2 separate regions of the Sus scrofa genome follow, and region 1 is linked to region 2. A link is a contact called in public Hi-C data. All regions are on one chromosome and are shown on one strand. Each heading gives the region's core, a stretch centred on a gene start, on an enhancer-like site or on the middle of the called end of the contact. The rest is flanking DNA. Distances are from core to core; before and after follow the strand shown. Region 1 holds the start of CARS2 (probable cysteine--tRNA ligase, mitochondrial). Region 2 holds the start of COL4A1 (collagen alpha-1(IV) chain).

Region 1 (5,279 bases), core at 2,042-4,541, 270 kb after region 2:
AGAAGAAAATGAACCAAGGCTTCACTGCCATCTGTGGAATTCAAGGAAAAAGCCTGAAGTTTTTGGAAACTGCTTTAGTAAGTCTGAAGACCAAATCCTGTACACCAACCTGGATAGCTGGCATGTTTTACTTGGCCCTGAGAGATCATGATTTTTAAACTAACAATGGAATCTTCTGTCCTGTGAAAACTGGTCCTGTAAGGGGCTCAGTCCTTAGTCTGCAGCAATTTAGCTTTTCTAAAGTCTTGGGGGAATCTTCAAAGATCAACACATCCATTATTTAATGATGGCTAAAACAGGACTCCTCCTGCAGGTCCAATATTAAGGTAAAGTGAAAGTGACTGGGAAGATGCATTAGCATCTACACCTAGAGAGAGAGTAGAGTCTTCGGAATTTGAAGTCGGAACAAGGAAGTTTATTAAGGTTCTATACCATCATGAATGCCATTTCTTACTCCTGAATGACAACAACAACAAAACGTAGTTCTCAGCATGGCATTTTCTTTTAAAGCAAAATTTTGTAAATCCAAAGTACAGTAGGTAGGGTAGCATATTGTTCAGGGCATTGCAGGTTTGAGATAAATGTACTAGGATTTATATTTTAAGCACTTCAAAACAAAGAATTGTATGTTCATCTCTTTTATTCCCATAGGTTTGAGCATCTCCATTAAAACTAGAAATACCCTTTTCCATAGTGGCATATTTAAAATGCCCGATCAGGAGGTCTCACTGTGGCCCAATGGGATCCCCCGAGTCTTGGGAGTGCTGAGATGCAGGTTCAATCCCCTGCTCCACAGGGTGGGTTAAGGATCCACTGTTGCCGCAGCTGTGGCTTAGGTAGCAACAGTGGCTCAGATCTGATCACTGGCCTGAAGACTCCATATGCCAAGGGGCGACCAAAAAATAAATTAATTAACTTAATTAAATGACTGATCACCATTAACTATATTTTACTACTGGTCCTCTAACCTTGTCCAGAAAACAGTAAGTCATTGGTATACATTTTAAGAACTTTGTAAAGCTAATCAAATATTTTCTGACTTTTTAGCCCAAGGGGTAAATTAAATGTCTTGTAGCCATTATTCACCACTGCATTCCTAGTGCATAAAAGACATGGTAGACAATCCTAAATACTTCTTGTTGAATGAATAAAAAGCTGTTGTGTTTCACACGTCTGTCAAGTCCATGAAAAAATGAGAGGAATCATTATTGATATGACATCTCCATGTGCCTCCAGGGCAGCCAAAAAAAAAAAAAAGACATGACATCTTGATTTAAAAAAAAAGGCAAAAAAGAACCTGGAGTTCCCGTCGTGGCCCAGTGGAAACGAATCTGACTAGGAACCATGAGGTTTTGGGTTCGATCCCTGGCCTCCCTCAGTGGATTAAGGATCTGGCATTGCCATGAGCTGTGCTGTAGTTCACAGACAGGGCTTGGATCCCTCCTTGCTGTGGCTGTGGTGTAGGCCGGCAGCTGTAGCTCCAATTAGACCCCTAGCCTGGGAACCTCCATATGCCACGGGTGCAGCCCTAAAAAGACCAAAAAAAAGCAGAAACAAACAAAAAAACCTCCGGGATTTCCCATCCTGGCTCAGCGGTAACCAACCCAACTAGTATCCAGGACAACTAGGATTCGGTTCCTTTCCTGGCTCAGCGGGTTAAGGATCCGGTGTTGCCCTGAGCCGAGGTGTAGGTCGGAGACAGGTCTGGGATCTGGTGTTGCTGTGGCTGTGGTGTAGGCCTGTAGCTGTAGCTCCAATCAGACCCTTGGTCTGGGAACTTCCATATGCCACAGCTAGTCATTAAAAAAAAAGAAAAAAACAACAGCAGGAGTTCCCCATCGTTGTGCAGCGGAAACGAAGCCAACTAGGAGCCATGAGGTTGCAGATTCAATCCCTGGCCTCACTCAGCGGGTTAAGGATCTGGCGTTGCTGTGACCTGTGGTGTAGGTCACAGACGCAGCTTGGATCCTGCGTTGCTGTGGCTGTGGTGTAGGCCAGCAGCTACAGCTCTGATTCAACCTCTAGCCTGGGAACCTTCATATGCCACAGATGCAGCTCTAAAAAGCAAAAAAACAAAACAAAACAACAAACACTCCAGCTTGATGGTCATTGGGAAGGGTAAATTATTTCTCACCTTTTTTCTTTCTTTTTTTTTTTTTTTTAACAGCTGCTGGCCTACACCAGAGTCACAGCAACACCAGATCCGAGCTGCATCTGCAACCTACACTACAGCTCAGGGTCACACCGAATCCTTAACCCACTGAGAGAGGCTAGGGATGAAACCTGGACCCTCATGGTTCCTAATCGGACTAGTTTCCACTGCACCATGACAAGAACTCCACCTTTATTTTTTTTTTTTAATTTATTTTTAGTTTTTTGGCTTTTTGCCATGTCTTGGGCCGCTCCCTCGGCATATGGAGGTTCCCAGGCTAGGGGTCGAATCGGAGCTGTAGCCACCGGCCTACGCCAGAGCCACAGCAACGTGGGATCTGAGCCACGTCTGCTACCTACACCACAGCTCACAGCAACGCGGATCCTTAACCCACTGAGCAAGGCCAGGGATCGAACCCACAACCTCATGGTTCCTAGTCAGATTCGTTAACCACTGCGCCACGACGGGAACGCCCACCTTTATTCTTAAATTCAGATAAACACTACTCATTTTAGAGCCAGTGAATGCAAGGATTAAAAGAACCTCTTTCTTGTTACTGTACTTTAAAATTACGTATATGCGTTTCTCCTATGCAACGTTTACTCTATTCCATATAGTCTCTTCGTTGCCACATAGTGTCACAGTATTAAAGCCTTTTAAGCAGGCTAGTGGCCAATAAATGAAACTTTACCTATCATTTGCTTTACACTGGGCCCAAGCTGGAAAAGTGTGACTCTCTAAGTAAAATAACCACTTTCCCAAATATCGAAGTGAACGTTTCCTGATGTGAGGGTGCGATGAAGGGGTAGAATGAAGATCAAACCCATTTACCTCAAAGTTTTACTCCTACTCGTCGTTTATCACCGCAGCAGCGTTCCAACCCATTTCCAAAGACGACCAGCCCAACTTAGTCTGCACTGACAGCCACATCGCGGACTGCTCTGCAGATCGCTGCTAGGGGCACTGCGGATCAAAACCTATTTTACAAACACTGGCTCGGTCTGAATGACACTGAGTAATTAAGAAACTCTCCCGCGGTCTTGGTTGTCACGACACTGTTCTCCGGACACTCGGGAACTCCACCAGAACGTGATGAACCGCAGAGCATCGATTCAGTCCCAGGGGGAGCGGCCACGGGCAGCAGGGCACCCGGAGCCAGGCGAACCCGCCCACCCACCCGTCCGAGAGACGCAGCGCCGCCCAGGCACAGAGGCGGTAGGGACGTCAGGGGCCGAGGCCGAACTACCTGACAGGGTTAGAGTTGGCGACACGACACCCGCCAAAGGACAGGGCAGGACAAAGGAGGCCAAACGAGTCCTCCGAAAAGCACCAAGCGCGGCGCAGACCCGCACGCCGCGGACAAAGCGGGGGAGGGGGCCACGCCCACAGGCGGGGCCTCGGCCGGAAGAGGCGGGCCTCGCGCGGCCCCGTCGTCTAGGCAACGGGGCTCCTCGGAAGCCCAAATCCAGGCGTTTAGGGCGGGGAGGAGGGGGAGGGGGGCCCAAGGCTGCACAGGGAGAGGCCCCCGGGACCCGGGCGCCCGGACGCTTGCCCCACCACGGCTTGGGTGGTCTTTCGAAGTGGGGGCGCGGACTTTAAGAGAGGATTCCATGGCACATGCGGGAAGGGGTCGGGGTCACCTGCCCTCTACGGGGACCCGGCCTGGCGAACCGCTCCCCTCTCGGGTCCCTTTGTCTCCAAGCCGCTCGGCGCTGGGCTCCGGCCGGCAACACAAAGGGCGGGCGGTGAGGACCGCGCAGGCGCGGGAGCCGCCGAGGCTGCCGGGAGTGGTGGTCCGACTGCCGAATGGTAGGTCTCCGGCGCGGGCAAATGGGCCTCTTGGCCACACAAGTACGCATGCGCAACCACTTCCGTCTTGCCGGGCCAGCCTGGTCCCTCCGCCCCCGGAGGGACGCGGGTTTCTAGTAGTAAGAGCCGAGGGGGAGGTGTCCGTGATCGCCCCGCCTATTCTTTCTCCTGATTGGGCCGCCGGGGTGAGGGCGGAACCTGGATTGGCCCTCGAGGTTGCCAGTCTGTTCCGGGCCGTACTTATTTCCCGGCTGCGAGGCGGGATCAGGAGTGTGGGACTGAGCAAAGGGAAGGAGATGGTGACCCGGGATTGTGATGGTCCCGAGGCCGGGTCGGTTCCAGAGAGCTCTGGGCTATGCCACCTGCCTCTCCCGCAACACCCAGCGGCCATGCAGCCCCGCCCAACGCACTTTGCCTGCAAGTGCGAAACTCCCACTAAAGTTTTCAGCTCGCCCGCTGCCCCTTGCCCCCGCGGCCCCTGCCCCGGCAAAAGTGACAGACAAAGCCACACCCCCGTGCGGCGGGGCCGGTGAGGGGCGTGAATGCGGCGGGGGCGGGGCCCACGGGGGAGGGGGCGGTGGGGCCAGGACGCATGCGCGATGCAGGGGGCCGAATGTTTCCCAAGTGTTTGAAACTGGTATTTGGGTTTTCCACGTTGGACAAGTGCGGCGCGGCGGGCGGCGCGCGCCCCTTCCCGCGCTCGCTCGGCCCCGGCCCCGGCCCCTGCGCCGGGGTGCGCGCCCGCACGCCCGCCCGCGCCCGCCCCGCGCCCGAGGCCGCCGAGCTCCGGCCCGGCCCGCCAGGCGCCGGTCCCCGGGCCCAGGCGGTGCAGCTCGCAGATGTAGCGGCGCGGGGCCGGCCGGAGGGGAGGCGCCGGCGGGCGGGAGCCTTGCATTTTGCAGCGCTGGGCTCCGAGGGGGCGGGGGCCGGAGGAAGCGGAAAGCCGCGCCGAGTCGCCGGGGACCTCGGTGAACCATGTTGAGCCCTGCCAACGGGGAGCAGATCCACCTGGTGAACTATGTGGAGGACTACCTGGACTCCATCGAGTCTCTGCCTTTCGATCTGCAGAGAAACGTCTCGCTGATGCGGGAGATCGACGCGAAATACCAAGGTACGGCGGGATGGATGGGCGGGGGCGGCTGCTCCATCCCCGTCGGTCGCGGCGCGCCGCGGGGCCGCGGGCCGTCCTGATCCCCGCTTGGGGAGCCTCGATCCCGCGGCGGGGCCCTGGCCGGACAGAAACAAAAGGTCTGGAGCGTCTTTGATTTGCGAAGGTCCTTGTGCGCGAAGCCCGGACACGGAGGAGGAAGAAGGAACG
Region 2 (5,368 bases), core at 1,133-3,632:
ACTATGGGCCGAACCTGAGGGTGGGAAAAAAAATCACTGGCTTAGGAAATCCACCCACTGGTAAATGAATGGTACAGCCATAGCAGAGATGGTCAAAAACAAAGTCAAACAGCCTTTCGTGGGAACAATAATAACAATAATGATACGTGCAATTTGTGCCTGGCACACAGTAGGTGCTGTTTGGGTGTAAAATGCAGGTAAAGTGAGAATCAGATACCCAAAAACACAGGTAATCCAAGAATCCTTTGTCTTGGCTTTTGAATTGGGATTTGACTGATTTATAGCATCTTATGATTCAAAATGCATTTTTAAACAATGTTTTGCTTGGGTCAATATGGAAAGTATTTCAGCTTTCTGGTGTACCTCACAGCTGATTTTGGAAGGAGGTAGGCAAAACAAAAAAAGTCATTGGCATGAAGAGTGAGACAAATTTTCAAGTTAGCCAGATATTATTTCAACATGGATTTTCTTGTACAACCATAAGCCCTGGGCTTACTAATAAATTTTCTCTCCCTAAATAAACCAGGAGAAATATAGTGAAATGATAGCACCTGTTCAGTCCCCTGAGAATCAAAGGGTTCCACACACCAGAGCTCTTAAAACACTAGGTGAGATGTGTAGGGACGGAGCAGAGCCAGGACGGGAATGTAGTGGGCTTCCGAGAATGATGCTAGAGAAGCAAAGTCATCTCAACCCCAACAGTCAGAGTGGCTGTTCACTCTCAGAGTGGCTCGTTCTTTAAAGTCCTGGCTATTTGAAAGCTAGCTCTTAGAATTAGCTTTGATTTGCTACTATTATCCATCAGAAAATCTAAGTCTGAACAGAGCTTCCTATTTCCAAATACAGAACTTTCTCACGTTTCCTTGCCATGCCTCCTTGCTAAATCTCTTGGTCCAGATTTCTAGACCCAAATAAAGTGTTCTAGAGCCTTCTCTTTTGAAAGCATTTTGTCATCACGACCAGAGGGTGTTTAAATAACCAACCAGGGTGCCTGGCTAGACTCTGGGCTGGGAGAAACCATCTGAGGTTAACTGCTGGTGTCATCATCAGTCTTTTCCATACCCAGTGACCCGGCTGCCAGCCAAGAGCTAGACGCTCAATTCCAAGACTTGCATGCATTCCACCAGTTTATTCTGGAAAGGAACAGTTAATAGTTGATATGCAGTGAAGTAGAGTCTGTAAATATTCTGCCTGAAGAAAGGGGGGGGGGGACACCTAAGAGCAAAATTCAGATTTGAAACAGTAAAAGAGTGAGAAATGTGGAAAGAGGAAAATCGTTCTTAAATATTCCGGCAGGAAATGCAAAATGTGTTTCGAAGCCACACCTTTCCAGGGCTTGTCTACCGCGCTGTGACACTAGGGAACAGCTGAGGTCCTTCTTCCGTCTGAAGGGAAGGGAAAAAGGAAGAACAACATCAGGGACCGTCCCCAGCTGGACGCCTTCACTTTTGCAAACCGAACTCCCGGAGGAAATGAAAACTAGGAAAACAATTTGTGCATAGAACAATGAGCTGGAGTTTCATTTTGGTTTCACACTCAAATGTAATGTCATTATAACTGTTTTAATACAGAATGCAAGTCATCGAGTGGAGTATGGAAACGCTTGAAAGCAGCCCTCCAGAAAAGCCCCGCTTCTGTGCTTCAGCAACAGCAAAGTCGTGGGAAAGCAAAGATACAGCTGTTTCCAGGCAAACGGCCCAGAACTGTTCAGCATCAACCACCAGAGTCTCCAAAGCAGCAGAGAAACACGCCCAAAGCGACTCCCAGGCACATGTGTGGGGCCGCGAACGGCATGGGGCGCGCGTGTCCACCTCTCCGGCCCCCGGCCCGCTCGGGCACCCGGACCAGGTGAAGGCGCCCGGCGGCCAGGCGCCCCCGAGGTGCGAATTCAAATCCCGCTCACTCTGGGCACTCTCGCCCCGCGCCGGGCGCACCGAGTTCTGCTCGCTGCTCCCTGGCCCCGAGCAGTCCCCCTAACTCGCCCCCACCCAGCCCACAACAAAGGAGGCTTCCCAAAGGATGCGCGATCCAGCCCACCGGGGTCCCCGGAGGGGACAGGCCGGGAGACGGCGCCTGGCCGTACCACGCGCGACCCCGGGCCCGGAGGGCGGCCCCGGCCGGGGACAAAGGGGCCGCGCGGGGCGCCGGGGCGCAGGGCGGGACGCCGGAGCGCAGCCGGCGGGGACTCACCTTCGCGGCGGCCCGGCTGCTCTCGTGGAGCAGGAGGGCGGCGGGCAGCAGCAGCAGCCAGACGCCGAGCCGGGGCCCCATGGTGGCGCGCCCGAGGCGGCGGGGACGGCGGGGGACCGCGGCGGCGGCTCACTCTCGCAGGGCCGGGACCCGAGCGCGGCGCACCGTGCGGGGCGCGGCGGCTCGCGGCGGAGACCTGAGCGCGGCGCCGCGAGCTCCCCAATTTGTTGGGGGCAGCCCCTCCCCTGGGCCGCCCAGGCGGGCGGCGCCTCAAAGGGGAGGACCCTGCGGCGCGGGTAAGAGGCGGCGGGAGCGCGCGGCCGGGGGACTGTGGCCTCCGCGCGCCGGGACGCAGGGCTCCGCGCTCCGCACCCAGCGCCGCCCGAGCCGCCGCTCGCGCTCGCCGACCCAGCGGAGCTCCGAGGGCGGCCACGCGGGCCCGAGGCCGGCCCCGAAAGCCCGGGAGGGCGGCCGCGCCGCGGGGCCGCCGGCGACGCTTGTGCAGAGCGGATGCGCGCGGGCGACCGCCCCTGAAGCCCGGCCGAGGTGAGAGCGGCCCCGGAACGCGGCGCCGCGGGCGGCGGAGGCTGCGCGCCCGGCTCTCGGAGGAGGGAGGGGGGAGGGATGGAGCGGCCGCGGCGGAGCGGCCCCGACCCGGGCCTTGGTGCGCAGGCTCCCCTCGGGCCGGCCTCGTCGCGGGGCGGCTCTCGGTCACCCCAGCGGGAGGCGGGGCCGCACCCGCTCTCCGCAGTCCCGCAGACCGAGGCGGGCGGCGAGGATGCTCCCCCGACGCCCCCGACCCAGACCCCGCTAAGCCCGCTTTGTCTTGTCTTGCAGTCTAGGAGGGACGGATCGGAGCCCAGAGGGGCCCGACTGGGAGCATGGACCGAGACCCGCGGGCGGCGTCGGGCCCTGCCCTGCGACGGTAAGCGGCTTTCTGCCCGTCCCCGTGGGCCCCACGCGCGTGTCCTTCGAGGAATGGCCAAGCCGGGGCCGCACGCTCACGGCGCTTCTCCTCCCCCTCCCATCCAGGTGGCTGCTGCTGGGGACCGTGATGGTGGGGCTCCTGGCGCAGAGCGTCCTGGCGGTAAGTCTTGGCACCGGTTCCGGGCTATGATTCGCACGCCAGAGAAAGTGTTTGGGACACCGAGTGGCCTTGCCAGAAGGCAAGCAGCTTGCGCCTGCTTACACGCGCGCGCACGCGTGTGTGTGTGCGTGTGTGTGTGTGTGTGTGTGTGTGTGTGTGGTGTGCGCGCACCCGCGCATCCGCGTGTCCTGGGCAGGCCCTCCCCAGCCCAGGCTCTGCGAAAACGCGCTTCCCTCAAAGAACGGCGGTTTGCCCTCCCTTGGGTGCTGTGCGTTACAGGCGTGGGCTCTTCCTGGAGAAGGAATAATTAGAAACACGGCCCCGGGCATCCTGTTCCCTCGTTTGAGCAAAGGCCGGTGGTAGAAGTGAGGGAAGACGAGAGAGTCAGACACGTGGCCCTGAGGCTCCAGGCCTAGGGCCAGAACGGTTTGTGTGGCATAGGAAGCCGGCGTCTAGGTCCTGCCCCTGGCAGAGTTTTTGGTTCTTTTGGTTGAGGGGCTTGGGGGGAGGGCGGGGCCAGGAGGACAGGAGGGCTTTGTACTCCTCCCGATGCTGGGAGGAAACAATGGCCAAAAACAAGAGTTTCTCCCCAGATGCGATCTGGGCCTGGAAGAGCCAGGGTGGGGCTTCTAAGTCTCCCACTGGGGACACCACTGACCAAGTGTCCCCGGTCCTAGCCCTGCCATTCAAGGTGACTCTGCCAGCATTGTCTCTATGTGGTGATTGTACAACGGGTTTTGTGGGTTGTGTTTAAGCAGTAGGAGCCACTTTGGCGGAGTGTCATGTGGCACAACTGGCCTGTCCCAGGTGGGCTGGGTCCCTTCAGTGGAAGACTCGCAATATTTAAACTGGGACTGGACATCGGAGGGCGTTACCAGGCGTGCTGGACCCGTCTCCTCCTCTGTCCGGTGGAACTGGGTGGCTCCGGCTCTCCTGGCAGTCTCCTCCCCTCCCCTCCCCTCCCCTCCCCACTCTGGGTAACGTACACACAGGTACATGGGGAGCTGGGCTTGTGGTTTATTTGAGTTCTGTTATTTTCACATTGTTCTGTCCTCACAAACCACAAACAAGGCGGTGAGCTGGAAAAGCTGTCCCAACTTGGAAAGAACCTTTAGCCTGACTTTTCTGCCACCTTTTGCTCCAGTTCTGGGCCCAGACTGGGAGTCAGGAGTCCAGAGACTTTGACCAGAGTGTTCCAGGCCAAAGTTTTCTTAAAGCTCCGGTTTGTCCATCTCTCCTGCCTTTCCCCACATCCTGATTTAAGACAATCAGAGCCTAGATAGGCCACTGTCCCTTCTGGGTCCTTATGCACACATGACATACAGGACTTGGCCCCGGGCCGGGAGTCAGGGCAAAACACACACACACACACACACACACACACACACACACACACACACACACACACACACATGAGGTCCCTGCAAAGGAAAGCACTGAGTCCTGTTGAGAGTGGGCATTGGTTGGGCTCACTCTACCACACCCCTTCGTCCCCTGGAACCACTTTAAATATTCCTGTTTAACGACCTGAGGATGCTGAGTCCTGGGAATCTTACCTGGGACTGACCCTAAAGTGGAAGGAAAGGGCCTCCTGTCAGAAGACCTGGGTACCACCTGCAGCTCTGCCCAGGTCTCGTAAACCCTGAGCCAGGCTTCCGCGCTTGTTACATGTAACACTCCCCTGCACGCCTTCCTGCAGAGCCTCTTTGATGCTGCAGACTCCCCTCAGCCTCTGCCCTCTGAGCCCAGGCTAGGACCCAGAGCGTTGGTTGCTTAGCAGGACCTCTCAGAGTACAGGCCTTGGGCTGCCACGCTCACCTGGAAAGGCTGGTTAAAAATTCAGACCTCCGGTCTGCCTCTCAAATCTCTAAGCAGACTTTCCGGGGTGGCGCCTGGGAGTCTGCAGTCCCACTTGATGGCAAAGTTGGGGCGCCAGTGACTTAGAGGATTGGGTTGGAAGCAACTGGAGTCACTTGCCAGTTTATTTCATTTCCTTTGGCTTTAGATTCCACATCTACACATAGAAACCGATAAGTGCTTTTGAGCCCTGTCACTAGAGACATGCCACTATGTGTCACTCGGTAGGCTTGG

Evidence for each region. A called contact is a pair of places that touch in the nucleus more often than the background predicts.
Region 1: a contact with region 2 is called in a Hi-C map of embryonic fibroblasts, with 2.7 times the contacts expected there. The contact joins the promoter of CARS2 here to the promoter of COL4A1 in region 2. A contact is called at or near these places in 2 of 47 Hi-C or Micro-C datasets (embryonic fibroblasts and retroperitoneal adipose tissue).

The regions. Positions count from the first base shown.
Region 1 is chr11:77,266,645-77,271,923 of Sscrofa11.1, forward strand. It overlaps CARS2 (probable cysteine--tRNA ligase, mitochondrial), which reads right to left and starts at 3,292. Exons shown (of 15, transcript XM_021065916.1): 1 at 2,984-3,292. ING1 (inhibitor of growth protein 1) reads left to right here and starts at 3,628. Exons shown (of 2, transcript XM_021065917.1): 1 at 3,628-3,961. The coding sequence starts at 3,763.
Region 2 is chr11:76,995,027-77,000,394 of Sscrofa11.1, forward strand. It overlaps COL4A1 (collagen alpha-1(IV) chain), which reads right to left and starts at 2,383. Exons shown (of 54, transcript XM_021065910.1): 1 at 2,191-2,383. The coding sequence starts at 2,271. COL4A2 (collagen alpha-2(IV) chain) reads left to right here and starts at 1,859. Exons shown (of 48, transcript XM_021065909.1): 1 at 1,859-1,880; 2 at 3,028-3,115; 3 at 3,223-3,277. The coding sequence starts at 3,072.